Regions from separate parts of the Sus scrofa genome. Here all the other regions are linked to region 1. The links are chromatin contacts, called in public Hi-C and promoter capture Hi-C maps. All regions are on one chromosome and are shown on one strand. Each heading gives the region's core, a stretch centred on a gene start, on an enhancer-like site or on the middle of the called end of the contact. The rest is flanking DNA. Distances are from core to core; before and after follow the strand shown.

Region 1 (3,919 bases), core at 588-3,087:
AAGGATGAGGATGATCATCAGCAACAATAATACCTTAATAATAATTTTTAAAAGTATGGGAGTTCTCCTGGTGGCGCAGTGGGTTAAAGATCCCGAGTTATCACTGTAGTGATTCAGGTTGCTGCTGTGCCACCAGTTCAATCCCTGGCCCTGGAATTTTCATATGCCATGGGCACAGGCAAGAAAAGAAAGACATTTTTTTGAACAGTAAAGTAAAATTCCTTGTTTTACAATAAAATAAAAATTTTAAAGTATGACTAGAAGTTCCTACTGTGGCTCAGCAGGTTAAGAACTCAACATTGTCTCTGTGAGGATGCAGCTTAGATCCCAGGTCTCACTCAGTGGGTCGAGGATCCAGTGTAAGTTGCAGATGTGGCTGGAATCCAGTGTTGCTGTGGCTGTGGCAGCTGCAGCTCCGATTCAGCCCCTAGACCAGGAGCTTCCATGTGCCACAGATGAGGCTGTACAAAGAAAAACAAAGTGTGAATAATAACAAGGTTGCTGTGAGAATCCCACAAAGCAAAAGTCTATTAAACACTTTTGTATCCACAGCCCTGTAGACTAAGAGTGGACAAATTATAGCCACAGGCCACTGCCTATTTTTGTAAATAAAGTTGCATTGGAATCCAGCCACACGCATTGGCTTACATATAGTCTGTGGCTGCTTTCAGGCTATAACAGCACAGCTGAATAGTTTTGACAGAGGTTGTATGGCCAAAAGTATTTCCAATGGTCATTTATGGAAAATAAACTGATGACTTCTGCAAGGGCAGTGGCAATGTTATCTATTCCTAAACCTCACCCTCCCTGAGCATCACTGTATTCACCAGTAAAATAGGACTAATAAGAATCATCTTCACTTCGAAGATATTTTGAGGATCAAATGAAACAACATATGTAAAACTGCTTTTCTGATGCTTTCCTGACAGAAGCACCATCTAAATGGGAGCTGTCATTTAGTTTCTTTGCTGGGTAAGAGTTTCCTTATTTAGCCTCTCCAGCTGAGGGTCGGTAAAAGAGGCAACAAAATACCCACCATCCATTGTGGTTGTAAGGATCTGTGAGACCAAAAAAAGGTTAAAGCATAAACTTTAGAATCAAACAGGCACAGGCTGGCATCTTGCTCAGCCCATCACTAAGTCTGCCATCAGAGGATCAGCGTAATACCTACATCAGAGTTGCTGTGAGTGTAAATGGAGATAGCACGAGCGAGCGCGAGGCCCTGGCGCAGTGCCTGGCCTTGTTCCGATCTGCAGGTGCAGTGACGAATACCACCTCCCACGGGTCCCTACCAACAGTACAGCTGAGCTGTACCCCTCTGCCTCTGCTCAGCGCCCACGGTCAGCCCTGGGTGCCGGTATAATTAGCTCCAACTCGGTGGTGAGCAGCCGCGGCTGCTCACAGCCTCTGACATGACTGTCACTTCCCACTCAGTTCTTCAAGCCACAGTTATCCCACTGATGAGTGCGTTACATGCCCGCCGGGCACAGGGCTTAGTGCCACCAGAGGACAGCTGAGCCCTCAAAAGCTCTGATTTATCACAAGGAACCCAGGCAGTGCCAAAAGAAAAGTTTGGGTGGGGTGGGGGGCTGGTAATGCCTCTTGAATTTGAGGAGAAATCCCATTCCTCCAGAACCCATAGCCTGGGGCGGCAGAGGAGGCCTATGTCTTTAAGAGGCCTCCGCTAGCTGGGCGGGGATCGCCGGCTTTTCCCCTCAGCATCTGGGCCCGCCCTCCTTTGAGTGACAGGCAATCAACCCAGTTGAAGGAGGAGAGTTCAGCGTGACGGCGAAGCGGAGCAATAGGAGCCCGGGTCGGCCTGCGCGGGGCGGGGTCCCGGGAAGGTGGGGCGGGCGGAGGCTGGAGGAGCGGCGGCGGCGGTGAGACCCGGTTGCGGGAGCTGGGCCTAGGTTGGCGTTCTGGTGAGTGAGGGGCGCGCCGGGGGCTCGGGCATTCCCGCCCTCGGAGCGGGGCCTGGCCTGAGGGACGCAGGGAGGAGAGGCTGGGCCGGGAAGCGGGCGGAGAGCTGCGGCCTGCTTCTGCCCAGGGGACCGAGGGGCTGGAGAGGGCGGGCCTGGGCTGCACCGCGCCGGTACGACAGGCCCCAGAGGGGTCGCGGCCCAGCTAGGTCCCCCGGACCTGAGGGGCACTGGGTCCCCGACAGGGAAGGGTCTACGGGTGGGGAAGAGGGCAGGCCAGGCCTCGAGGGGCGGGGGCTGGACCGGGTAGGGGTCGAGGGGTAGGGGAGGAGGAGGGTGGGTGGGTGGAACGCGGAGTGCGACGAGACGGTGAGGGAGGAGACGGGAGAGGGACCGAATGGGAAGGGGCTTGATAGGCGCCCAGAGAGTGTTTGGGGCTGGGTGGCCCCGGGCGCCAGACGCCCAGATCCTCTCGATGTCGCCACCCCCTTCAATAGACAAGGCTCTTCACCCCGCCCGGTCTATCCGGCCCGGCTCGGTAGACCCCAGTCCGTCTACTTGTATCTCCGCTGCTTGCTCGTCAGTTCAGCCCTCTTTCGCCTCTTACCCGGACCGATGCCGCGTCTTAACCAGATCTGCCCACATGCCCTCTGGCCGATCCGCAAGGGCCTTGCCCCTTGGCCGGAGGGCTCGGATCCGGACGCTCCGCTGCTTACAACTACGCCTCTTCCACCTCTTGCAGGGCCAGCCCCGGATCCTCTCCCAAGCCTTGGAGAGGGGAACCCACCGACCTCTCCTCCCTGGTCTCAGTCTACCAACCCCTCTTGCTCAATACTCTCCTCACCTTTTCGTGTTCCTTCTACATACCAAGCCCCAGCCCTACTCAGGGTCTTCACCCTTGGTCTTCCTACTCCGGGGCATATCTTCCCTGCCTGGCTTACTCCAGTAAATTCCTCTTTATCTTTCAAATCTCCACTCAAGTATCACTTCCTCAGGAGGCATCCCTGGCGCCCGACTCCCTCACCAAATGAATTCCCCACTTTCATCACCCTGTATACTTCTCCTTCACAACCCTTGAATGGCTGAAAATAGGCTTGTCTATTTCCACCAGATAATAAGGTTCACAGGGAAAAAGGTAGTATCTGCTTTTGCTTCTTGTATTTCCAGCATCTTGCACAGGGCCAGGCACTGTAAATATGTTTTAAATAAATGAATGGAAAACTTGGCTTTGGCAGGAGGAACAGGGTGTTCGTGTGAGTCATGTCCCTGAGGTCCTACACAAAAAGTGTGTCAGGGAGTTCCCTTTGTGGCTTAGCCGTTATAAAGAGTCCAGCTAGGATCCATGAGGATTCAGGTTTGATCCCTGGCCTTGTTCAGTGGGTTAAGGATCCAGTGTTGCCATGAGCTGTGGTGTAGGTCATATACTCAGCTCGTATACTCAGCTCGGATCCTGCGTTGCAGTGGTTGTGGCATAGGCCAGCAGTTACAGCTCCAATTTGACCCCTAGCCTGGAACTTCCATATACTGCCCTGAAAAGCAAAAAAAAAAAAAAAAAAAAAAAAAGCGTGCTAGGCTCTGCGCTAGACCATTGGTGACCAATAGAAATACAATCAATACGTGTAATTTAAAAATTATTAGGAGTTCCTGCTGTGGTGCAATGGGATCGGTGGTGTCCCTGGAACGCTGGGACACGGGTTCAATCCCCAGCCTGGCACAGTGGGTTAAAGATCCCGTGCTGCTGCAGCACAGGTCATAACTGCGGCTAGGATCTCATCCCTAGCCTGGGAACTCCATATGTGTTAGGGCAGACAAAAAAAGGAAAAGAAAATTAGTTATTTTAAAATGGTTTTTTTTTTTTAGTAGCCACATTAAAAAAGTAAAAAACAGGTGAAATTACTTTTTGTAATATACTTTACTTAACCTAATAGACTCCCAAATAATATTATTTTGACATGTAGTCAATATAAAAATACTAATGAGATATTCCACATTTGTGTGTG
Region 2 (4,328 bases), core at 1,010-3,509, 300 kb after region 1:
AATTGAGTCACAGAATCTCTGTCCCTGTATATCTAACCAAAAAGTAATAATATAAAATTAAAAGGTACCTCTCCAAAATTGAGAATTAATTCAACCAAACAATGAAAGCATACATCTTTATGGTATAAGCACCAAAAAAGAGTAACCAAGGAAAGAAACATAAGAGTCTGAACTGAATCAAGTGTAGTATTTGTCTTTGTTTTTTTATTGAAGTATAGTTGATTTACAATGTTGTGTTGGTTACTGGCATCTTTTTATTTTTTTTCTTTTTAGGGCTGCACCCGCAGCATATATAGGTTCCCAGGCTAGGGGTTGAATCGGAGCTGTAGCCGCCGGCCTACACCACAGCCACAGCAACACCGGATCCGAGCCATGTCTGCAACCTACACCACAGCTCACCACAAGGCCAGATCCTTAACCCACTGAGAGAGGCCAGGGATCAAATTCACAACCTCATGGTTACTAGTCAGATTTGTTTCCACTGTGGCACAACGGGAACTCCTACAATGTTGTGTTGGATTCAGGGGTAGTGGAAAGTGATTCAGTTATATACACACACATGCATGTATGTATATATTTTTTTCAGATTCTTTTCTCATATAGGTTACTAAAAAATATTGAATATAGTTCCCTGTGCTATACAGTAGGTCTTTGTTGTTTATCTATTTCATACATCAAGTGTGGTTTTTTGTTTGTTTGTTTTTTGTTTTTGTCTTTTCTAGGGCCACACTCGCAGCATATGGAGGTTCCCAGGCTAGGGGTGGAATCGGAGCCATAGCCACTGGCCTTCGCCACAGCCACAGCAACATGGGATCCGAGCCATGTCTGCGACCTACACCACAGTTCATGGCAACACCAGATCCTTAATCCACTGAGTGAGGCCAGGGATTAAACCTGCAAACTCATGGTTCCTAGTTGGATTCGTTACCCACTGAGCCAGGACAGGAACTCCTCAAGTGTGGTTTTTTAACCTGACCCACAAAAGGATATCAGGAAAGCAAGTGAATCCACAAAATCATGAGACTTCTCACCTAGAGCGAGCTAACAACTGGGATAAAGTAAAGGGAAAATCTCTGGGAGTAGGAATCCCTCTCTGCCTTCAGAACCTCTCAGCAGAGGTGGGAAACCAGACAGCTTCCATTTTCCCAGGTGCCGTGATGAATTATGAGGATCCAAAGGTCAAGCATATCTGCTGATAGGATCAGACACATCCTGCACTATTCACAAGGAGAAAAAGTAGACAATAGAGTGCCTCTCAATTTCTCTCCTTCAGCTATTTTTGTTTGTACTCAAGTGTGATTATCCGCCTAACTCTATCTTTCTGCTAGACAGTAATCTCCAAGATAGCAGGGATGGGTCTGCATTTGCTCATGCTATTGCCTAGCAAATAGGTGTATAATAAATCCTAGAGCCACCTAGGAGGTGTATAATAAACATTCAGATTGAAAATCAGTGAAGGAAAGAGCATATGAGTTAGTGTCAAAGAAATCTTATTTCCCATAGTGTTCATATTCCACAGCCACCATTTTTATTTTGCATGCACTCCTCACAAGGAGAAAAATGAGACCCCATGGGGTCTGGGACATTTCCTAACTAATAAAAATAAGCCTACCTGATTCATATAGCCATCACTGTGATTAATAGAGTGTATTTACAATTGGGTGAGCAAACTCCATTCCCTGTGACACATATATTCTACAGATTAAATAAACAATACAACATTTTATGTGCTTCACAGTCAACAACTACATTCTGGTAAATTTATTTTGACATTGAATGAATATTCCAGAAGGAAGTCAAGAATATCACCAGAAGCTTTTTGCCTCTTGTCAGTGAAACTAACAGGAAACACAGCCTACTTAAACGTTAACTTAAAACATTTTCTCTACCTTTCTGCTCCTTGTGATCCAGAAGTTATAGGAATGTATAAACTAGTCCCCAATACAAACATCTGTAGGTATTGAGGTTTATGTGAGGCGACTCCAAAGTATTCTAGGATTCAAAGGATCTGTTTCTACAGTTAGGAAAGGCGGCACCCTGAATATAAAAAGAAAGGCGAAGCCCTTTTAGGATATAGGGAACCGGGCCTGGGACCCAGCTTCAGCCGGGGACGCCGTTACTAAGCAACCCCACGCTTCTCCAACTGCCGCCCAACCCACTTCCCCGCCCTCATTGCTAAGGAGATCGATGCTCCAGCCTTGCCGCAAACCTGAGCGCTCTTGCGACATTGCCGCGCCTGCCGCTGCGTGCGCGCCCTCTGCCCCCACTCTCCGCCCCGGCCGCCATTGCCTCGTGCCCGCGCCGGTCGGTTGGTGGCGCCTTTGTCCTACGGCGGGCAGGTGGGCTGAAGCGGAGGCGGCAGCGGCGGGCCTGAGGCGAAGGAGCGGCCGGGAGCCCGCCGCGCTGGTAGCGGTGAGTGCGGGGAAGCAGTAGCCGTCCGCCGAGGCGTGGGGCTGACGGGCAGGCGGTTGAGGGGGTCGGGGCCGGATGGGGACGCTGAGGCGGGAGGGCCCGCTCGACGCGCGGCCACGGTCTCGGCTCCTCTCCGGGTGCGCGCGGGGCTGCGCATGCCCTGTACGGGGCGCGGCCTCCTTTGGCTCCGGTCCGGCGCAGGCCCGGCCTGCCAGGGCGGCCGGTGGTGGACTCTGGGCCGTGGCGCCGCACCGCTGCCGCCAGTTTGTGCGCGACCCGCCGGTAATAGTCGTCCAGGCTCTTCTGTAGGCTAGGGCTGCACACTCCGCGCCACCTTCTCGAAATGCGAAGTCGTTCGCCTGCGGGTCGTCGGCGAGTCGGTGGCGCAGTCGGGATTCGAACCAGGGCCGAGGCGCCGGCCTCACCGGGCGTTCTCCGGGGCGCGCGGCGCGGGGCGGCGAACCGAGTGCTCCGTCCCCCATCGTCGCCGCCTCGCGGCCCCCTGACAGCATCCTCGAGACGTCTCGTTGTTATGTGACCCCACCCACCCATTTTATAATACGGACCTGCGCCCAGAAAACGGGGAAAGAAATCGGGCCCGAGGTTACCCTGGCAACTAGCGACCGAGCCAGCGTCCCAGCTTGCTGACCCTCCGTCTCCGGACCCCGAGCACTTTCCGCACCCAGGCAACCCGCCGGGGGCTTTTTTTTTTTTTTTTTTTTTTTTTTTTTAAGGACGACGTTACCCCGATTTCAGTCTCTCGCGTTGCACTTTTATGTCCGTGTATTCATGTGTACTGCTATTTATTTACCAAATGTTACTTTTTTTCTTTAAGCTGACTTCTTTTTCCCCCTCCGTTTTAATGTGTGTTTAAGGTGGAAACGTAAATCACCAACCGTACAATGGTCATTGAAAAATAAATACTTATCTGTTAAAAATAAACGGTGCGTCCTTGTTCCTCCTGAAATTATTCTGCGTTCCACGCTTTGGGAAACGCTGCTCTAGGAGTATGGGGTTAATTATGATCCTTCTGTCTAGCTTTGTGCACAGAATTTCTCCCTGAGGCATAGCAGATTTCATGAAATGTCTCAGGATCTGGGGGGGTAGTAATTAATATTCTAAGCCTTGTCGTTGTAAACTCTCCTCATTATTGACTTAAGGCGGGATAGTCCCAGAGAACTGCAGGAACTGTGCGCTCAAGGGCACCCTGATGTGCTTCCTCTGTTCTTGCAGCCTTGTGGTGTCATAGTTACCTGACAGTTTAAAAAGATGTGTCTGCAAACGCCGATGGAGCAGTTTGGGTTTTTGACAACTCTCGATTTAATGTTTTCTGTATGAGTCAGTCTGGGTGTGAAAACTAACTTTCACGTTGACTTTTCTGAAACAGTAAAGCCCAAGCTTTGCGTTGGAGTGCTGGAGATCACTTGGTTATATGTTGACATCTGTTCCATCGTTCTGGTTTCTTTGCCTTTCTTTTAGTTCATCTGTCACCTTCCAGATAGTCTTTGAAACCTCTGACACAATCTTTTAACCTAAAACATAGAAACAGTGATTTTTCCTTGTAGAATGTGTTGGAGAAGACCCAGTGGAAGACCCAGTGGCGCACGCCTGTGAACATCACACTTTGAAAAAGGCATTGACAGGTTATTCATCAGTTAACAGTCTTTTGTATTTAAGCTCTGTTTTTGTGTGTGAGAGAGCAAATTTATGGCCGTGCCCACGGCAGATAGAACTTCCCCAGCCAGGGGTAGAACCTGCACTACAGCAGCAACCCAGGCTGCTTCAGTGACAACGACAGATTCTTAACCCTCTTCACCACTAGAGAACTCTTCCCCCTCCCCCCAGATTTACTTTAATTCATCGAGAGAAAAGTCAGAAGTCAGCTCAGGCCATTCAAGGGTTTTTTTTCTCCCCTC
Region 3 (4,085 bases), core at 1,459-3,958, 450 kb after region 1:
ACTTTGCACAGTTTGGCGGATAAAAGTACAGGGAGCAAGAAAACTTACATACAACAAAAGGGGGCCAGGATAACGAAAAGGTTTGGAACCACTGACCAAGGGAGCTGCCTTGGTTCTCTGGGGAGGAGGAATTCCTGATGCCTTGGGGCTGGGCCCACCGGTCTCAAGGCTGAACGAGGTCTCACTTTCTCTCACCCTCTGGGGTCTGCAATGCTAGCATGAGAGGATTTTCTTCTCCAGCCGGATGGACCCCCACGTCACAGGGTCCCACAGAGGCAGTGGGAAGGCCTGCAGGAAAGCTCAGCGCAGGCGGGTGGGCTGGTCAGCAGTGGAGTGGACGGGGGCCCAGGGGATTTCTTGCATCAGCAACTGCAGAGCAAAGAGAAGAAAAGAGAGTCGCAGACCTGTGAAATGGTGCAGATCGGGGGCAACAAGATGGCCACTGACACAGAGCACGTCGGGAGCCCCAAGGACACACTGTGGGAGATCTGGGGATTCGGGAGAGGAAACGGTAGTTCCCAAGCTTCCCAACCAACAGGTTCACCTTCACAGACCTGCAGCCTGCACAGTCCCACAGAGCCCCACGTTGAGGAGGTTTAATGCTCTGCTGTCACTGTCTTCAATTTTTTTTTTTTTTAAATGAGAGTTGCAACATTTACTTCAGGTCCTCTCTTGTTTTTTGTGGGATTTTTTTTTTTTTTCTTTTTTGCCACACAGGCAACATGTGGGAATTCCGGGGCCAGGGATTGAACCTACACCGCACAGCAGCAACCAGAGCCACAGCGCTGAGAACGCAGGAGCCACAACCCGCTAGGCCATCAGACAATTCCCTGTCTTCAAATTTTTAATACCTTTTTTAACGAGGGGTCCACACTCTCACCTTGCACACTTGACCCTACAAATTGTGTTGCTGATCTTGCTAAGGTACCCCATGACAAGAGAAAAGTGAACAAACATACAGTTTCAAGGTGGGCACAGTTCCAAGCCACCCAGAGTGAGTGAAAAACACATGTGAATCAGGTTTTCAATTTTAAAAAATAACAATGCATGAAAAGTGTTATATAACGGAGCAAGTTCACCTTTATTGAAAAAATATTTTCCATAAGAAACACTGTGAGATACTGATGCAGCAGGCAGATGAACTATGCAGAGGCGGCACAAGCTGCATTCCTTAGTGAGGCCAAACTGGGACACTGCAGTGTTCCCAAAGCCAGCTCTGTGCATCAGAACCATCAGGGAACGTGTTAAACAACCTCGGATTCCTGTCCCTCATTCCACATCTTAGGAGTCAGAGATGGGGAGGGGAGATACACAAGAATTTGCATTTTTTAAAATGCGCCACAGGAGTGAGACTGAGAGACCAGATGATTAATTTCTTCACATCATTTTAAGTCTTTGCCAATTTTTTTTAATGACTAAGGAGTTTTTTTTTTTAATTTCCCAGGTGATGTGGATGCAGCAGGTCAGCAGCCAAAGTACCAGTTCTGGGTTTGAACACAACCGGGTTCCAGACCCTTCTGCCATTTTCCAATTTATAAACCAGAATCACTCAACCTCTACAGTCTCTATACGTAGAGCCTAGCATACTGTACACTCTAAGAGATAACGACTATTACTAAAATAACGTCTTTATTAATCCCACGCGTACCGCAATTTGCCGACCAGCTTTAGGATAAACAACTGTATCTGCGCAACCAAAGAACCCACCAGAAAGAAAAGAGCCTGAGTCCAGGATTGGAGAAAGATGAGGCGGGATCATTTCAGTAACGCACCAATCAGAATACTCCAACCCAGTAGGGAGGAGTCAAAGGCCTCGCAAAGTGCGCAGGCGCGGGGGCGCGCGCTGAGGGGAGGCGCGACCCCTAGCGCGCGCACCTTTTCCCTCCCACCCCCCCGGGGGGGCGGGCTCTTTCGGCGCGCGCGCGCCGGCCCATCTCCCGGCTCCGCCCCCCGCCCCGCCGCGCGCTCCCGCCCCCGGGCTGAGGCGACTCAGAGTCGGAGCCCGACACAAAGGCGGTGGCGGCGGCAGCAGCGGAGGGGCCCTAGAGGCTGCTCCGCCCGCGCTCTCCGGACCGAACTCCCTCATCCAGGCCACCGGCCCGACCGCCCACCCTTGGGCCTAAGATGGCGGCGGCGGCAGAGACGGGGCAAGCGGTAGCCAGGAGTGGAAAGCGCCGGCGGGGCCACCGCCGCCTGGCTTCGGACTCCCGGACCCTGGCGCGGCTCGCGACGGGACCATGGCTTCCTGGGGCTCTTACCTGCCCGTAGCGGACTCGAGGGGACGCGGTTACACGTTCTGCTCGACCGCCCGTTTTGCCGCCTCCGCCTCGCCCTCCCCAGCGCCGCTGCCGCCATCTTGTGTCCCGGGCCGGGACTCCGCGCTGCGCATGCGCTGGTACCGCCTCTGAGGGACCTCGCCGCTGCCGCTCCGCCATCTTGAGTGTGGCAGGACCGGCCAGCTCCTTGGACCCTGCTCGCTTTGGGCCCCCCTCCCCTTCCTTCCGTTCTTCCCTGCTGTTTCATGCAGGTCTAGGGTGGAGGAGGGCAGCTTCGCGGGCCCTGAGGCGTGGACTGAGGAAGGAACGCACTCACAAGCACGCTCCTTGCCTCAGTTTCCCCCGCGAGCACACCCACTGGTGCTAGCGGACCTGGGTGGGCGGTGCGCTGGCTGCGTCGGATTGAGTGTGCGCACCAGGGGGCGTGGGGTGGGTTTGGAACCTGCGGGGGGCTCGGCCCAGATACCTCCCTCAGGGCGGAGTCCTGATGACGTAGGCTCTGTACCTATGGAGGAACCTGGGTCCTAGCTCCCGCACGGCTCTGCTGCCTCCGGCCGATCGCTTGCCCTCTCTGGTTCTCGGTTCAGAAAGAATGTTTTCCAACCTTTTCCCATACCCAAGCTGCATGCACATCGAACCTTCTCCCGTAATAAGGCTGCACAAGTTTTAAGAGCCCCTGCGTAGAAGAAATTCAAAACAACCATATGTGGGAGACATGTAACAAAGCTTTTGGTAAAGTTAGGAAATTGTAATAAGCTAAATGCATCAGAGGACTTTCTAACTCTGACATCAGTGGTTGCTAGTTGCAGCACAAAACCTCTCTGAGACCTCAAACCGGCCACAAAAGTTAGCCTAGCAGGAGACTGGCAGTCACTAGGTGCCCCGTGCCCAGCGGCCTGCCGGATTCTTTGGTAAGGTCTGGCAGAGTACTCACTAGCTCCACTCCTGGTCTCCCCAGTAAACTCACCTCCCAGTGAAAGCTTGAGAAGAAGAAAGCCTGAGAGGAAGGAAGACAAGCTTGCCACCTGCTGTTCGCCTTGTGCTTCCCACGTGGAGCCAGAGGCTGCAGTTACCCCAACTGGGCCTCCCCGGGTGTCCCTGATGCCTGGTCCATGCAACTTGGTGGGGTAACGGGAGTGCCAACAAAACCCGTGGCTCAGTGGGTTAAGACCCGGGCTAATATATGCGAGGATGCAGATTCAATCCTTGGCCTTACTCAGTGGGTTAAGAATCCAGTGTTGCTGCAAGCTAAAGAAGGTCGTGGATGGGGCCCATATCTGGTGTTGCTGAGGCTGTAGGGTGGGCTGGTAGCTAGCCCTGATTGGACCCCTAGCCTGGGAACTTGCATATGCCGCAGGTGTGGACAGTAGGGGAAAAAAACAAAACAAAACCGAGGCAGTATTGTGAACAGAACTAGGGTTCCCATCAGTCTAACGGGGATCAAACTCTTGCTCCTCCACCCTAGATGTGTGGCCTTGAAGGAGCTGCTTGACATCTAAGTTTTCATTTCCTCTAACAGACCACAAATCCGCCTACCTCATAAAGGCTTGGTGTGAATTAACTGCCGAGTACTCAGGACTGTATCTGGCACTAATACATGTTAGCTATTATCACCTCATGGGGTTGGGGAAATTGCTCCAAGTAGATCTGAACCTTCTAGAAATAAACCAGCTCCATAAAGGCACGGGATGTGCAGTGATCCTGCCCTCACAGTGAAAACTGTTCACCTGAGAGGCTTGACAGGAAATCAGATCCAGGTCCCCACTTCAGACTGACACTGGGGGACTGCATGCCCTGCTTTGCCCAGGA
Region 4 (4,473 bases), core at 18-2,517, 390 kb after region 1:
GCGGCAAGTCTTCCGAGTAGTTTTGGATCCTGCGGGGGAAAGGCACGTTAGAGGTCAGAAGTGAGGGGCGGGAGCCGGGGCACCGCAGACACCCCATGTCTCAGCGACTTAAGATGGGCAACGATCCCTACGCTCCACGCTTTCGTCTGTAAAGGACTTTCAGACGTATTTTTCTCCTTGTACATTCACAGCGGCCCTGGCAGGAGGACTCAAAATGCGGGGTCCATTTCCCCGACGAGGAAACGGAGGCTCAGAGGTGGAGCCGCTCGCCCCAGGCGGCGCATTTAGGGAAACCTAGGGATTGGCCTAGGACCGGACGTGTTCACCGCCGGGCGGCGCGCGGGACCGGCCTCTCCCCTCTCCCTGCCAAGCCCCGTTCTCCCGCAGCGGGCCGGGTTGCGCACCAGTAGGTGATGTCGTGGTGGTGCCACTTGAGGTCGCCCTCAAAGGTCTGGAATTTGCCCAGGTCCGGGACGCCGCAGCGCGGGGCACGCATGGCATTCAGGGTGGTGGTGTCCAGCTCGCCAGTCTGCGGCAGGGACAGGCGCTGCTGGAGAAGCTTTAGAGCCGGTTCCAGGGACTGCTTTCTGTCGGTCATCTCGGCCACTTGAGTGTAGCCATAGCGGTACAGATATTCCTGTGGATGGACGGGCGGAGACATCCCAGAGCCCTGAGCCGTTTCTCTGCTCCCTGGGCCAGGACTCTATCCCTCCAGGCTCTCGGGGACCAGAAACACAGGCACGGTATCCAGGACTTGGTACCCGGGGTACCAGTGCCTGTGCCCACTGGGGACCCTCGCCTCCCTGTAGACATTCTCAGCACCTTTCTACCTCCATGCCCCTGGCCATGCCTACTTCAGGGCCCCCTAGGATTTACCCCTGTTCACCCCTAGCCCATGCCCATCCCAAACTCCTCCAGTGCCCTGTCACCACTGCCCATCTAGGAAACCCTCATTAGCCCATTCCTGGGAATCACTGCCTAGAGGCTCCCTGTGCCTGATCCTGGACACCTCTGTTCTCTGGACATGCCCATTACCCACCAACATGCCCTAAAGTGTCTCCTCAGAGACACCAAGCCCTTGCTGGGTCTCTTGGCCAGTCCTTCCCAACCCTAGCCTGGGGCGGGTGCATACCTCTGCCAGCTGCCTGTCGCTGAGATTGGTTCGTAGGTCTCCCGGGAAGACCACAAAGGTGGGCTGGCGTGGTTTGGGGGCGGCAGAGCAGCCCAGCACCAGGAGCACCAGGACCAAGGGCTGCCAGGGGCTCATCGTGAGGGTAGCAGTGTCTGACTGCAGCTGCCCTTGTGGGGGCTTTAAAGAGGCACTGTCACTGAATCAGTGACCCCGCCCCTCCCCGCCAGGCTTAGGGGAGAGCTGACTCAGGGGATGCGGAGTGAGTGTGTGTGTTAGTGTGTGTGTGTGTGTGTGTGTGTGTGTGTGTGTGTGTGTGTGTTGGGCAGTCCGAGCATGAGAAGGCAAAGAAAGGGCTTACACCACCTCCTTTTCCCCCCACCCTGCCCACAGTCCCCATTGCCGAGTCAGGCAGGACCCCAGACCCACAGGAAACCACAGGCCCATAGGGGAAGGATTGGGTTTTGCAAACTGCAGAGCTTGTAAGAACTGCATGAAAGGGAAGGCGGGGAGGCAAGGCTGGAGGGCTTGAGCTTCATCTGACGGCCCCAGGTGGTCAGCCCAAGGGAGAGGCATGGAAGAGTCCCTGTGGGCCTCTTTCTGAACCTAATGATCCCCCTTCCTGATCAGACCCCCTCCATCTGAGGGCCCCTCCCCACACTCCCAGGCTCTGTCCTCTCTACTCCCAGGAAGCCATCCTTGACTCAGCTTCCTCTCCCTGCGCCACCTGGGGCAGAAGGACTGGGCTCTGCTGGGCAGGACCTGGGGAATTTCATGGGGACAACCCCCGTTCATCAACAGGCTGAGCCCTTCAGGATAGTAAAGGGGGAGTTTGTGGCGTCTGGAAGCCAACAGACATGGCTCCAGTGTCTTGGGCAAATGTCACCACTTAGAGTTTGTTTCCTCAGCTGGGGAGAAAAGAAAAGGACCCTTTGTCCTTAAATTGATGTGAAGATAAAATGAGATCAGACACATCAAATACTTAGTACCATGTATGTTGCAAGTATTCTAGAAATGGCTGTGATCGCTTTTAATTGTCTGGGCCAAGGTCATGATTCTGACTTGGAATCAGGAGACCGGAGTCTTGGATTCTAATATGCTGTGTGACCTAGAGTAAATGCCTTAACCTCTCTGGGCTTTGGACTCTTGAACTGCAAAATAGCGGGGGGCCTTGCGGAATGATCTATGGAAGCCCTTTCACTTCTCCAGAACTTCTCTCTCCAGAACAGCACAAACTCCAGCTCCGATAATCACCTCTTATGCCAATAACCAGCATCCTCCCTCCCTTCTTTCCAGTGTGAGGCAGGATCTGTATTTGCCTTGTTCAAAGCCCGTTGTTTGGGAAGGACAACAACAGCAGTTCAACAAGCTGTATATAAAGGGCTAGTATGTGCTAGGCACTTTATATGCTTATCTAATAAATGAGTCTGTGAGACAGAGACAGTTAACCTCCTTTACAAGAAAATTGAAGCTCTAGGGGTTCTTCCGTGGCACGTCAGGTTAAGGATCAGGCAGTGTCACTGCAGCAGCTTCGGTCACTGCTATGGTGCTGGTTCAATCACTAATCCAGGAGCTTCTGCATGTTATGGGTGTGGCCAAAAAAATTTTAAAAAAAAAAAAAAAGGCAAAACAAAACCCTGAAGCTCTAGAGCTCACAAATTAATGAGCATCTGCTTTGGAGTCACACAGTTCTGGTTATTGGTCCCAGCTCCGTGACCCTGGGTAAGTCACTTCATCTCTGAACCATAATAATAATAACGGATTTTTTGCGACGGACTGTGTTGACAGCTGTGATAAGTTCCCTATAAGCATCTCATTTCATTCCCCCCCCAACCCCGCTCTGTGAGGTAGGTTCAGTGAGTACCCCTCCCATTTTCAGAGGCAAAAACTGAGGCTCAGAGTAGTTAAGGAACTTGGCTGTGATCACACAGTGAGTGAGTACTCAGGATTAGGCCTCAAACCTAAGGCTACCTGGTTCACAAGCTTTTCATCTTTATCACCATTTACAGGGAACTGAAATGACCAGGGATTGGAGGGGAGCAGGAGGGATGGGTGGGGGAGGGGAAACGTAAACCTGAAACCCTTCTCCCTTAATCCTCTGCACCCACTGAGGATCAGAGAGGAAGTTCAGGTCTTGGGGAAATCAGAGGTTAGGACAGAGGACCCAAGGGAACCATACTCCAGACTTGAGAGTCTGGGCTTATAGAGCGATATGATTTTAGCAATGGAAACAAAGAGACCCTCCAATCCAAGGGAGGCTTATCTGGTAGCAGACATGGACTTTAGGAGAATCCATGACCCCCCCCCCACTTGCCATCAGTTGTCCAAAATGCCCTATCTCTGTATATATATATGTTGCATTTCTCAAGGTCAATGGTATTGATGTTTGGGGCCAGATAATTCTGTTTTGAGCGGCTGTCCTTTGCCTATTGGAGGGCTAGGAGAATCCCCAGCCTCTACCCCATGCCAGTAGCACCTCCCCCTGCCAGTTGTGACAACCAGAAACGTTGCCAAACCTTACTAAATGTTCCCTGGGCAGGCAGGAGAGGGACAGTCACCCCCAGCTGAGAACCATTGATATCTGTCGATTTTTCTATGAAAAGGGTCCAAACCTTATATCACATACGCCTACCATTGACGACGATCCTCAAACCTTTAAAGACCACCTACTCAAGGGATTTCCCTTGTGGCACAGAAGGTTAAGGATCCAGCATTATCACTGCAGCAGCTCTGCTTGCTGCTATGGCTCGGGTTCAATCCCTGGCCCAGGAACTTCCATGTGCTGTGGGTGCAGCCCAAAAAAATACCATATGTTCAAGAAATATTTGTTGAGTCTTATGGGCCAAGCATCATGCTAAAAGAACTGAGTGGCCAAGGTGGGCTTTGTCCCAGTACCCCTGGAGCTGAAAGTCCAATGGGGGAGAAATGGAATGAGTAATTAAGAACAGAGAGACAGATATCACAAGAAGGAGACATATTTATTTATTGCAGTTATCCCCACCATGTAGATGAGGCAACCGAGGCCCAGATGGAATTTCCCGTAGACCACAGAGTATTGGGGGGCAAAAAGGAGTGGTAGTGAAGAGCCTGTGCTTTGGAAATTGGCTGAGAATTTCAAGTCTCAGCTCTGGCACAGACCCACTGTGGATCTGAGTAGTTGACATAACCTGTTAGCGCCTCCATTTCCCCATCTTAAAAGGGCCAATAATAGTGGGACTGTGACAATCAAATGGGCTAATAAAGTGTCTGGCACATGGTCATAAGTGCCTGCTGCTCCTCTAGTCATGACTGCCTCTGGGTCAGCTGGCTCTTTTGACCAAGTGGGGAACAGGGAGAGCGCACCC
Region 5 (4,231 bases), core at 217-2,716, 280 kb after region 1:
GTTTGGAGACTCTCACCATCTGAGAGGCAGGCTCAGGAATCAGGCAGATGAAGATTTACATGCAGTTTCCACCTAGCTATAAGAATTTGGGCAAGACATTGTCTCTCTCTGAGCCTCAGTGTGCCCATCTGTATAATGGGGGAGTTGAAAGAAGTCAGACAGAGAGTAAAGCATTTTGCTCAGAGCCTGACACCCAGGAAACGCTCCATAAATAGCTCCAGCTGTTGCTGAGCTTCATCTCAACCTGGAGCTATAACTGGGAGTTTGCTCTTGAGAAGCCCAGACCACGCTTCATCCTATCTCCCCCGGCGTTTCCTCCGCTTCTTCTCCATGAGCCCTCTTCCTGCCTCCTTTCTCCCTGAGAGCCATTGCTTAGAGTGAACATGAAAGCACTGAGACCAAAGCAGCCTCCCCTCTCTTCCCTGGCTGCCAACCCCCTACTTCATGGGTCATTCCTGTTCTGCCTTCATGCCAGAAACTACAGCCCTTGAAAGTTAGGGGGAGACCGAAGGGGCTGGAATGAGAGTGTCAGGTACTGGGGGGATTCCCGGCCTCCAAAATGAGGAACTACAAAAATACATTTAAACTAAAAGCGAGTCAAGTGTGGGCCTCTGAAAATTCCGGAGATATGCTTGGTTGGGCATATCCGAGCCTTTCTGGTGCCTAGAGAAACCCCCACTGGGCTTCTAACCCTTTCGTGTTCCCATAAACTGTTCATTTCCCCCAGAGTCTCCTATGTCATCTTAAACTCAGGAGGCAGAAACACAGCCTTAGATATCCCTCCTAAGTCAGATCACTCAGGATTTGGGGCTGGAGGTGGGAGTGTTAAAAGCTCCTAGGCTTCTCAAAGAAGCACCTGGGCCTCTGCATTCATCCCTTGTTCCCACAAGATGCCCTAAAAGAAGGCAGCCCCAGCTGGCCAGGAGGTGATAACCACTCACAGAGGCTGGCATCTGTCCACAATAGGAAAGAGACAGGAAACTGGCCAGACCAACCCTTTCCCTTGGCTGGGCTCCCTCCCCACTTCGGAAACCCGTCCTGTGTCTCGTGTGGCGGTGTCGTGTCTCGTTGTGGCCAGCCCCCGGCAGACCCCTACTCCAGGACTCTAGTCTGACCAGATAAAGCTTCAGGTTCCCCAAACCGCAGCCCCATCGCCGCCGGCTAGGCAAGTTTCCTACAGTGACCCCACCATGCGCTCTCTGTGGGCTACCTGAGACCCCTCTGCCTGGGAGGAGAGAGAGGCAGCCCACCCCATTCAGCCAGGACCCCGTGTACCTTACCCAGCTTCCACCCAGCTGCCCCGCACCCCCCAAATCAGCTAGGAAGTTCCCCTCCGCAAAGTCTCACTTCTCTTCCCATTCCCTACTCTCAAATCTCAAATTCCCGCCTCTGGTTGGAACAGAAATTCAACTTACGGCGGTCAAAAAGCAGCCCCAGAGGAGACACTTCAGAGGCAGACGAACCATGGCGAGGCGTAAACCAGGCAGCCAGTGCAGAGGCCGCGGGGACTGGGCCTCTACCAGTTCCCCTGTCCCAGTCCACGGACCTCCCAGGAAAGGGGCGGGGTCTTCGGGAACCAATCGCGACCAGCCTCCCTGGCGGGGGGCGGAGTTCCCGGCCTTGCCCCTCCCCGGGATTTCCCCTAGGACATTCCCAAGTGGTCTAATTCCCTCGGGAGTTTAGGGACGCGCTTTGGCGGGAGTTGGGGAGAAGGGGGACGTATGGTCCAGGAAAAGCCCCTTCTTGGGGCTCCTCGCCCCCCTGGGACTACGAAGGCCAAGCTTAGGTGAGCCAGGAGGCAGCCTGCTTCCTGGGCGGAGCTGGGGGGGGGCCGAGGGGAGGGAAGAGAGATCCCTCCGGGTGTTGGGAAAACTCCCCGCGGTTCTTCCCCGCCGCCTCTGGCAATCCCGACAGAACCGAAAAACGTCCCCCACCGCGTGGATGGAGAGGCCTGAGGAAGTTCCCAGAAAACGGGAAGGCCACAGCTGGGGCGTGGGAGGAGGGCTGGGGAGGCATTTCAAGGAAAAGAGTTTCCCAGCTTACAGTTTCACTCTCTTTCAAAGGAAATTCCCTCGCGTGGGCTCAGCGTCCCAGCCTCCCCATCCATCCATCCATCCATGCAATCCCTATCAGAGTCTATTCCCTCCCAGTTCCCATCTGCCGTCTGGAGACAGTCACTTAGAGTAGACCAGCCTTCTGTGGGATGGTAGGACCCTTTGAGAATCTTAGAAGACTGAGGATCCCCTAGTTCTGCAGAAACACATACACCCTTGTACCTGTTATTTCCCTGGTTCAGGCTCTCCAAGCCGTTTCTTGAACCAGTGTTAACTCACTCTGCTCTGCAGCAGGAAACACCTGGGTTCTGGTCTAGGCTCTGCCTCTGATGGGATGCATTTCCTTGAGCCTCAGCTTTCTTCAATGAAACCTGAGGAGTTTGAACTAGATAGCATTTGGGGTGGTGGCCCTCCAAGCTTTGAATTTCTGGGCCGGGCCAAAAGAACACACTACACAGGACCAGAGAGGATGGGAGAGGAGAGGGCTGCTACTGCAAAGGGCACATTTGCAGATGTGTAGATTCTACCTCTGGAATCCATCCCTTCTTTTCTATCCCCTTTGCTATTACCAGAATTCTGAGTCAGCATCTTTCACCCCTGCTGTCCCGGCAGCCTCATTCATTCAGTAAGCATTTGTTCAGCTTCTGCTATGTTCCAGACAGCTTCCTCCCTCTCTTTCTACCTCTCCCTCCCTCTTCCCCCTTCTTGCCTGTCTCTCTCTCTCTCTCTCTCTCTCTCTCTCTCTCTCTCTCTCTCTCTCTGGGTGCACTGTTGCAGTCCTATTTGTAAGATCTGGTCTGATGAGGCACTTCAAACTTTAGAAACCTCTTTGTACTCTCCTATGCCCTCAGGATGCTCCAAAGTCCTCCTGACACAGCGTGGCTGGTCTCCACTCAGCCTCACCCTCTCTCCCCACACTCACACCCTGCCATGTCCTCCCATGAACACTGGCTTCAGCCATACTCGCCTTCTCCCCATTTTCCAAACACACAATTTTTTTTCTTACTGTGTCTTGCTGTTGCCTTCTTTCCTTCTCCCTTCCTGGAACCCCTTTAAATTTCACCTCCTCTTAACTCCCTGCCTGAGACAGAGGTAGATATTCTACCCCCCCTTAGCCCCTGCCCCCTACTGTGCACTCACAGCATTAGCCTGCTGGACTGTCACCCCATCTGCCTGGCCCCGTTTGACTTCGAGCTCTTTGAGGGCAGGACAGAATCTATCCCAGTCCTGGGCACCAATACGCATCTGCTGAATGAATAAATGAGTAGGTTCAGTAACTTTTCATTCTAGGCACAGACTCCATTGGGAAGCGGGTACAAAGCTAGTAGCCTCAACACAGACCTCACGTGGGTGATCAGACACCAGTAGTCTAGGAACACTTGAAATTAGGGACCAGGGGGCTTCGTGAAAGCCACACAAGCATGCCTGGGATGAAGAGAACCTTAAAATATCTTTTCCCTTTTTAACCCACTTTGAAAACACAAGCAGAGTTTTAATTCCTAGGGGGGAAGTGGGGGGCGTTACTCTCATAAATTCAGCCATTACTTATTCTTTATTTGCTTGATTCTAAAATTGGGCCCTTCACAAAACTGCCTTGGGAAGCAAGTACACAGAATTAAAACATTAATTATATTATATAAAACATATCATAGCAGCAATTAAAGCAGCTTAAATTAATGTGTGAAAGAATAAATAGTAGCCTTCGGGTTGCCCCATGGGGCGAAGACCGGATGAGATAAAGGGAAGATATTTTAGTATGTGAATATCCCGAGGAGACACACGGGCTGGCGGGCACAGGCCCAGAGAAGGCATTGCATCTCTTTGGTCCGGGGAGAGGATGCTGGAGGAGGAAAGGGAGGAGATGCTTATGGGGAGGGTGGCAACATGTCAGATACCATCAAAGGGTGGAACTGTGAATGGCTTAATCATGGGAATAGGGCAAAGGACATTCCAAAGAATGGAGACCCAGGATTTTGGAGTCACAGAAGAAAAGCCCTTTGGAGGAAGATCACAGGGCCAGGTGAATGGGTGAGAAGTGTGCCTTGCAGGTCAAGTCTGCAGCACTGCCGGCATCCGGTTACCAGATGGTTCTAATATGCCAACCTGATTGTGCCACTCTCAGGTTTGAAGCAACTCCCCAGATCCCTCACTTCTTAAGCCCACAGGTCCTCGAGGCC
Region 6 (3,988 bases), core at 1,410-3,909, 410 kb after region 1:
ACTCAGGTTTGATTCCTGGCCTTGCTCAGTGGGTTAAGGATCCAGCATTGCCATGTGCTGTGGTGTAGGTTGCAGACGTGGCTCGGATCCCACAGTGCTGTGGCTGTGGCATAGGCCGGCGGCTGCAGTTCTGACTGGACCCCTAGGTGGGGAACTTCTATATGCCACAAGTGCAGCCCTAAAAGACAAAGAGACCAGAAAAAAGATAAAACGGAGATGATAATGGCAACTACCTCAGAGTAGTTGTGACTAAATTAATGTAGGGAAAGTGCTTAAAACAGTGACTGTAGAGTTCCCTGGTGGCATAGTGTAAAGGATCCAGCATTGTCAGTGCTGTAGCTCGGGTTGCTGCTGTGGCGTGGGTTCCATCCCTGGCCAGGGAACTTCCACAAGCCTCAGGTACAGGAAGGAAGGGAGGACGGAAGGAAGGAGGAAAGGAAAAGAAAAAGAAAAAAGAAAAACAGTGGTACAGAGTTTTTTTTGTTTGTTTTTTTTTTTTTTTTTTTTTTTTTTTTGCTATTTCTTTGGGCTGCTTCCTGCAGCATATGGAGGTTCCCAGGCTAGGGGTCTAATCGGAGCTGTATCTCCCAGCCTACGCCAGAGGCACAGCAACGCAGGATCCGAGCCGCATCTGCAACCTACACCACAGGTCACGGCAACGCAGGATCGTTAACCCACTGAGCAAGGTCAGGGACCGAACCCGGGCAGGGACCTAACCTGCAACCTCATGGTTCCTAGTCGGATTCGTTAACCACTGCACCACAACGGGAACTCCGGTACAGAGTATTTTAAGTAACCATAGTTACGAGGCATCCTTCACATGGTATTTAAACTGCTTGGGGCTTTAGAATCAGACAGACCTGGGTCCATATCCCAGCACTATCCTCTAGGCTGTGTGACCTTGGACAAGTCATGTCCCCTCCTCTGAGTCTCAGCTTCCTCCTCTGCCATGGAAGACTGTAACAGCCCCTGCTTCCTTAAGGTACTGTGATGCAGCAAAGCACATGCGCAGTGCCTGGCATGGGGTAGGGCTCACGGAAAGTGCTCTCCCGCCTTCTTCCCACTTGGCTCTTCTCCTCAGCATTTTTCTCAACGGTCCACTTGAACGTCCTTCTGACCCGGAGCTCCTTCACTGCTTCTAGAAGTCTCCCCATCAAAGCTGAGGCCAGAACTACAAACTACATATTCTGGTGGGAAGAACCCTGGAACAGCAGTCAACAAACCAGGTTGGCTTGCTTGCCTTTGTAATGGAAGAACTGCGATATTTGTTTCAAGGCATTAAGACCTTAGGCCATGAGCTTTCACTCTCTGGTCTTGAGCTCCTTGATGAGGCGGTTATTTTCTATATCATGACATTCTGCAACCTTATGATTTGGTGGCAAAGGCCAAGGTTAGGACTGTGCCTTCGTTGGGTTGGGAATGGAATAGGTGCTGTGGAGGTACTCCTCAGTACCCGGATGTCCTTGAGGGAGGTCGCTTGGCAGGATACATCCCAGTGGCGTGGAATGGGGATTGGAGGTGGCTCTGTAGGACTGAGGAATCAGATTGGAAAAACTGCCTAGTGGGGAGCAAACCAACCTGCTATCATGCCCTTGTTTATCCAGCTCTCTAGGGCTGCTCTGGGAGCCTGGAACTGCTGAATGGGGGGTAGTGGTTGCGAGTGGGCAGAGCCAATCCAGAGGCCTCATGCTGTCTTCCTCCTACCAAAACCTGCTCCTAGGAAAAGACCAGGGAAACCCCCTCATACTCAGTACAACAAACCATAATAGCTGAAACACCCTGTCTTTTTAAGCAGGTTTTCTTTGCAGGGGTTTAGATTTCTCCCACCGCCCCCTTCCCCATTTGTATTTTTCAATTGATGAAAACAACTTATGCAACAAGACTCTGGGACAAACCGGAGAACCAGTCTCCTGAGCAAAATGCGAAAAAGGCTTAAACAGAGGGTACTGCCAAAGGTGGCATTTCAAGCATCAGAAGGGGAAAGTCGTACCTTTCTGAAAAGCTGCAGACTTCTAAATACATCTACATATATTGAGCAGAGAAGGGCTGTGGAGGTAGCTTGACCTCCATCTCTATTATGTAACAAATCTGTGTCCAAAGCTCAAGAAGGGCCAGGCACTCACTCATCTCCATTTCTCCAACTCTGGCCATTCGGGTTTGCATTCAGAATCCCTATACTTGATGTGACTTTGGACCAGCCACCTCCCATCTCGGGGCCTCAGTTTCCCCATTTGTAAAACCAGGATTATACGCTCCCCTCCTCCCAGGACACGTCAAACCTAATCGGGAAAGATTTGATTGGGTACGATGAGAATGCAAAGTAATTGGTTAAAAGCCAGGCGAAAGGACGCATAACAGATACCTCCCTCCCGCCAAGCCAGTCGCACTCCATTCGGACTGTTCCGGGAAGGGCGTGGACAGGCCACTGGGAGTCACGCCCCCGGAAGTGGGGCCAGCCTTAGCCGCGCCCAGCCCTGCGGCCCAAGGAAGGGACCCAGGGATGACGTCACACAACTCCTAGGTATTCATCCGCCGCGAGAGAAAGTAGTCCCCAAACCATAGCTGACTCCACCACCGGTACTAAGCGCTATAAAAAATTCTACATTCTCTTAGGGCTCTAGTATACTTTTGAGGCCTCGGAACCACCTTCCAGCACACTGGAAGCCTGTCTTTCTCCGGGCCGGCGTAGGAAGTAGTTCCGGCCTGCAATACACCGATGGGTCCCTCCGCAACGGGGGAAAGAGGATGGCGACCTCGTCGATGCCGGAGTCGGGGAGGAACGCGGTTACGGAAGCGTCAGGTGAGCGTCGGGTAGAGTCAGGTCGCCCCACTGCACCCTTCCGTGAAGTGAGGCCACAATGCGGGGATACCCGGCAGCGAGGTGCCGAGCCCGGCGGGGCTGTCCGAACAGGGCCCCGGGGTCCCAGGCCCTTTAGTTGCTCTCGGACTTGCCTGAGCGGAAACTCGGCGCCACCACAAGATGGCGTCGGGCCTGGAGCGCAGGCAGCGCCGGGGACAGCCCCGAGTCTCCAGGCCCCGGGACCGTCGCTGTCAGCCCCCTCCGCACGCGAACCAGGGGAGGGGGGGAGCAAGCTGCTGACCCAGGGGGCCTGCGGGCTGTACCACCGACCCTTCCCCCGGGGGGACTTGGGGGACCAAAGGGCTGAACCACTGAGCCTGATCGGGCCCCGTAGAGTGAACCACTCTGCTGGAATCATGGAGGGGAGGAGAAAAGGGTCAAGATTACCCGCCATTGACGACCCTCCCGGGGATGGGGAAGGAGCCCGAGACGGGGAAGCAAGGCTTCCTGGTTCTGTTTTCCCGAAGCTCCCCTCGCGGTACACTAGAAAGCCCCGCCCCGCCGGCTACTCGGTCTCTGCATCTGCGAAATGGGCGCATGGGTGCAGCTGGGTGGGCCGCGATGGCCGGGGCCGAGGAGGAGGCCCACCTGTTCCAGCCCCCGTCACCGCTTCTCGCAGAGTGAAGGCCCCAGATCCTGCGCCCTCCTGTCAGGCCTCCCCCGGAACCAATGGAAGAGAACGAGGTGGAGAGCAGTAGCGACGCGGCCCCTGGGCCTGGCCAGCCCGAAGAGCCCTCTGAGAGCGGCTTGGGTGTGGGCACCTCGGAAGCCGTGTCGGCCGACAGCAGCGACGCGGCGGCCGCCCCGGGGCCGGCGGAGGCCGACGACTCCCGCGTGGGTCAGAGCTCGGACCGCGGTAGCAGCTCTCTGGTATGGCCGGCGTTGGGGGGAGGCAGCAGCTTCCAAGGGGAAGCCAGCAAGGCTTGCTTATAACCAATATTTGTTTATGGTTTGTTGTGAGCCAGACACCGTGCCAAGCCCCTGGCTTGAATTTTCTCTTTTGGCTCTCATACCTTGTAAGGCATATATCAGTCTTTCCCACATCTCACAGAGAAAGAAACTGAGGCACAGAGCCAGGATTCAGATCTAGACTGCGGGCTGAGCTCCTGCACTACCCACTCTCCTCAC

What was found. Promoter capture Hi-C pulls out the DNA fragments that hold promoters and counts their contacts. Hi-C and Micro-C count contacts between places; a contact is called where the count stands out from the background.
Region 2: a contact with region 1 is called in a Hi-C map of skeletal muscle, with 2.9 times the contacts expected there. The contact joins the promoter of NCOA5 here to the promoter of ELMO2 in region 1. A contact is called at or near these places in 1 of 5 promoter capture datasets (liver), 4 of 47 Hi-C or Micro-C datasets (embryonic fibroblasts, heart right ventricle, liver and 1 more) and 2 of 2 datasets of contacts at active chromatin or transcription factors (alveolar macrophages and skeletal muscle).
Region 3: a Hi-C map of liver shows a contact between it and region 1, with 8 times the contacts expected there. The contact joins the promoter of PCIF1 here to the promoter of ELMO2 in region 1. A contact is called at or near these places in 2 of 47 Hi-C or Micro-C datasets (liver and skeletal muscle) and 1 of 2 datasets of contacts at active chromatin or transcription factors (alveolar macrophages).
Region 4: a contact with region 1 is called in a Hi-C map of embryonic fibroblasts, with 2.6 times the contacts expected there. The contact joins the promoter of MMP9 here to the promoter of ELMO2 in region 1. A contact is called at or near these places in 7 of 47 Hi-C or Micro-C datasets (adipocytes, alveolar macrophages, blood and 4 more) and 1 of 2 datasets of contacts at active chromatin or transcription factors (alveolar macrophages).
Region 5: a contact with region 1 is called in a Hi-C map of retroperitoneal adipose tissue, with 1.6 times the contacts expected there. The contact joins the promoter of CD40 here to the promoter of ELMO2 in region 1. A contact is called at or near these places in 1 of 5 promoter capture datasets (liver), 12 of 47 Hi-C or Micro-C datasets (alveolar macrophages, brain, embryonic fibroblasts and 8 more) and 2 of 2 datasets of contacts at active chromatin or transcription factors (alveolar macrophages and skeletal muscle).
Region 6: a promoter capture Hi-C map of liver shows a contact between it and region 1, with 2.9 times the contacts expected there. The contact joins the promoter of ZNF335 here to the promoter of ELMO2 in region 1. A contact is called at or near these places in 2 of 5 promoter capture datasets (fetal skeletal muscle and liver), 2 of 47 Hi-C or Micro-C datasets (embryonic fibroblasts and heart right ventricle) and 2 of 2 datasets of contacts at active chromatin or transcription factors (alveolar macrophages and skeletal muscle).

What each region holds. Positions count from the first base shown.
Region 1 is chr17:48,565,580-48,569,498 of Sscrofa11.1, reverse strand. It overlaps ELMO2 (engulfment and cell motility protein 2), which reads left to right and starts at 1,837. Exons shown (of 21, transcript XM_021078300.1): 1 at 1,837-1,922.
Region 2 is chr17:48,261,880-48,266,207 of Sscrofa11.1, reverse strand. It overlaps NCOA5 (nuclear receptor coactivator 5), which reads left to right and starts at 2,259. Exons shown (of 7, transcript XM_021078317.1): 1 at 2,259-2,412.
Region 3 is chr17:48,118,886-48,122,970 of Sscrofa11.1, reverse strand. It overlaps PCIF1 (phosphorylated CTD-interacting factor 1), which reads right to left and starts at 2,708. Exons shown (of 16, transcript XM_021077371.1): 1 at 2,259-2,708; 2 at 196-369.
Region 4 is chr17:48,176,484-48,180,956 of Sscrofa11.1, reverse strand. MMP9 (matrix metallopeptidase 9) reads right to left here and starts at 1,267. Exons shown (of 13, transcript NM_001038004.1): 1 at 1,133-1,267; 2 at 405-637; 3 at 1-29. The coding sequence starts at 1,267.
Region 5 is chr17:48,283,351-48,287,581 of Sscrofa11.1, reverse strand. CD40 (CD40 molecule) reads right to left here and starts at 1,466. Exons shown (of 9, transcript NM_214194.1): 1 at 1,416-1,466. The coding sequence starts at 1,466. The region is part of intron 1 of LOC106506699 (a long non-coding RNA gene); the gene reads left to right.
Region 6 is chr17:48,151,922-48,155,909 of Sscrofa11.1, reverse strand. ZNF335 (zinc finger protein 335) reads left to right here and starts at 2,659. Exons shown (of 27, transcript XM_021077367.1): 1 at 2,659-2,800; 2 at 3,480-3,730. The coding sequence starts at 3,530.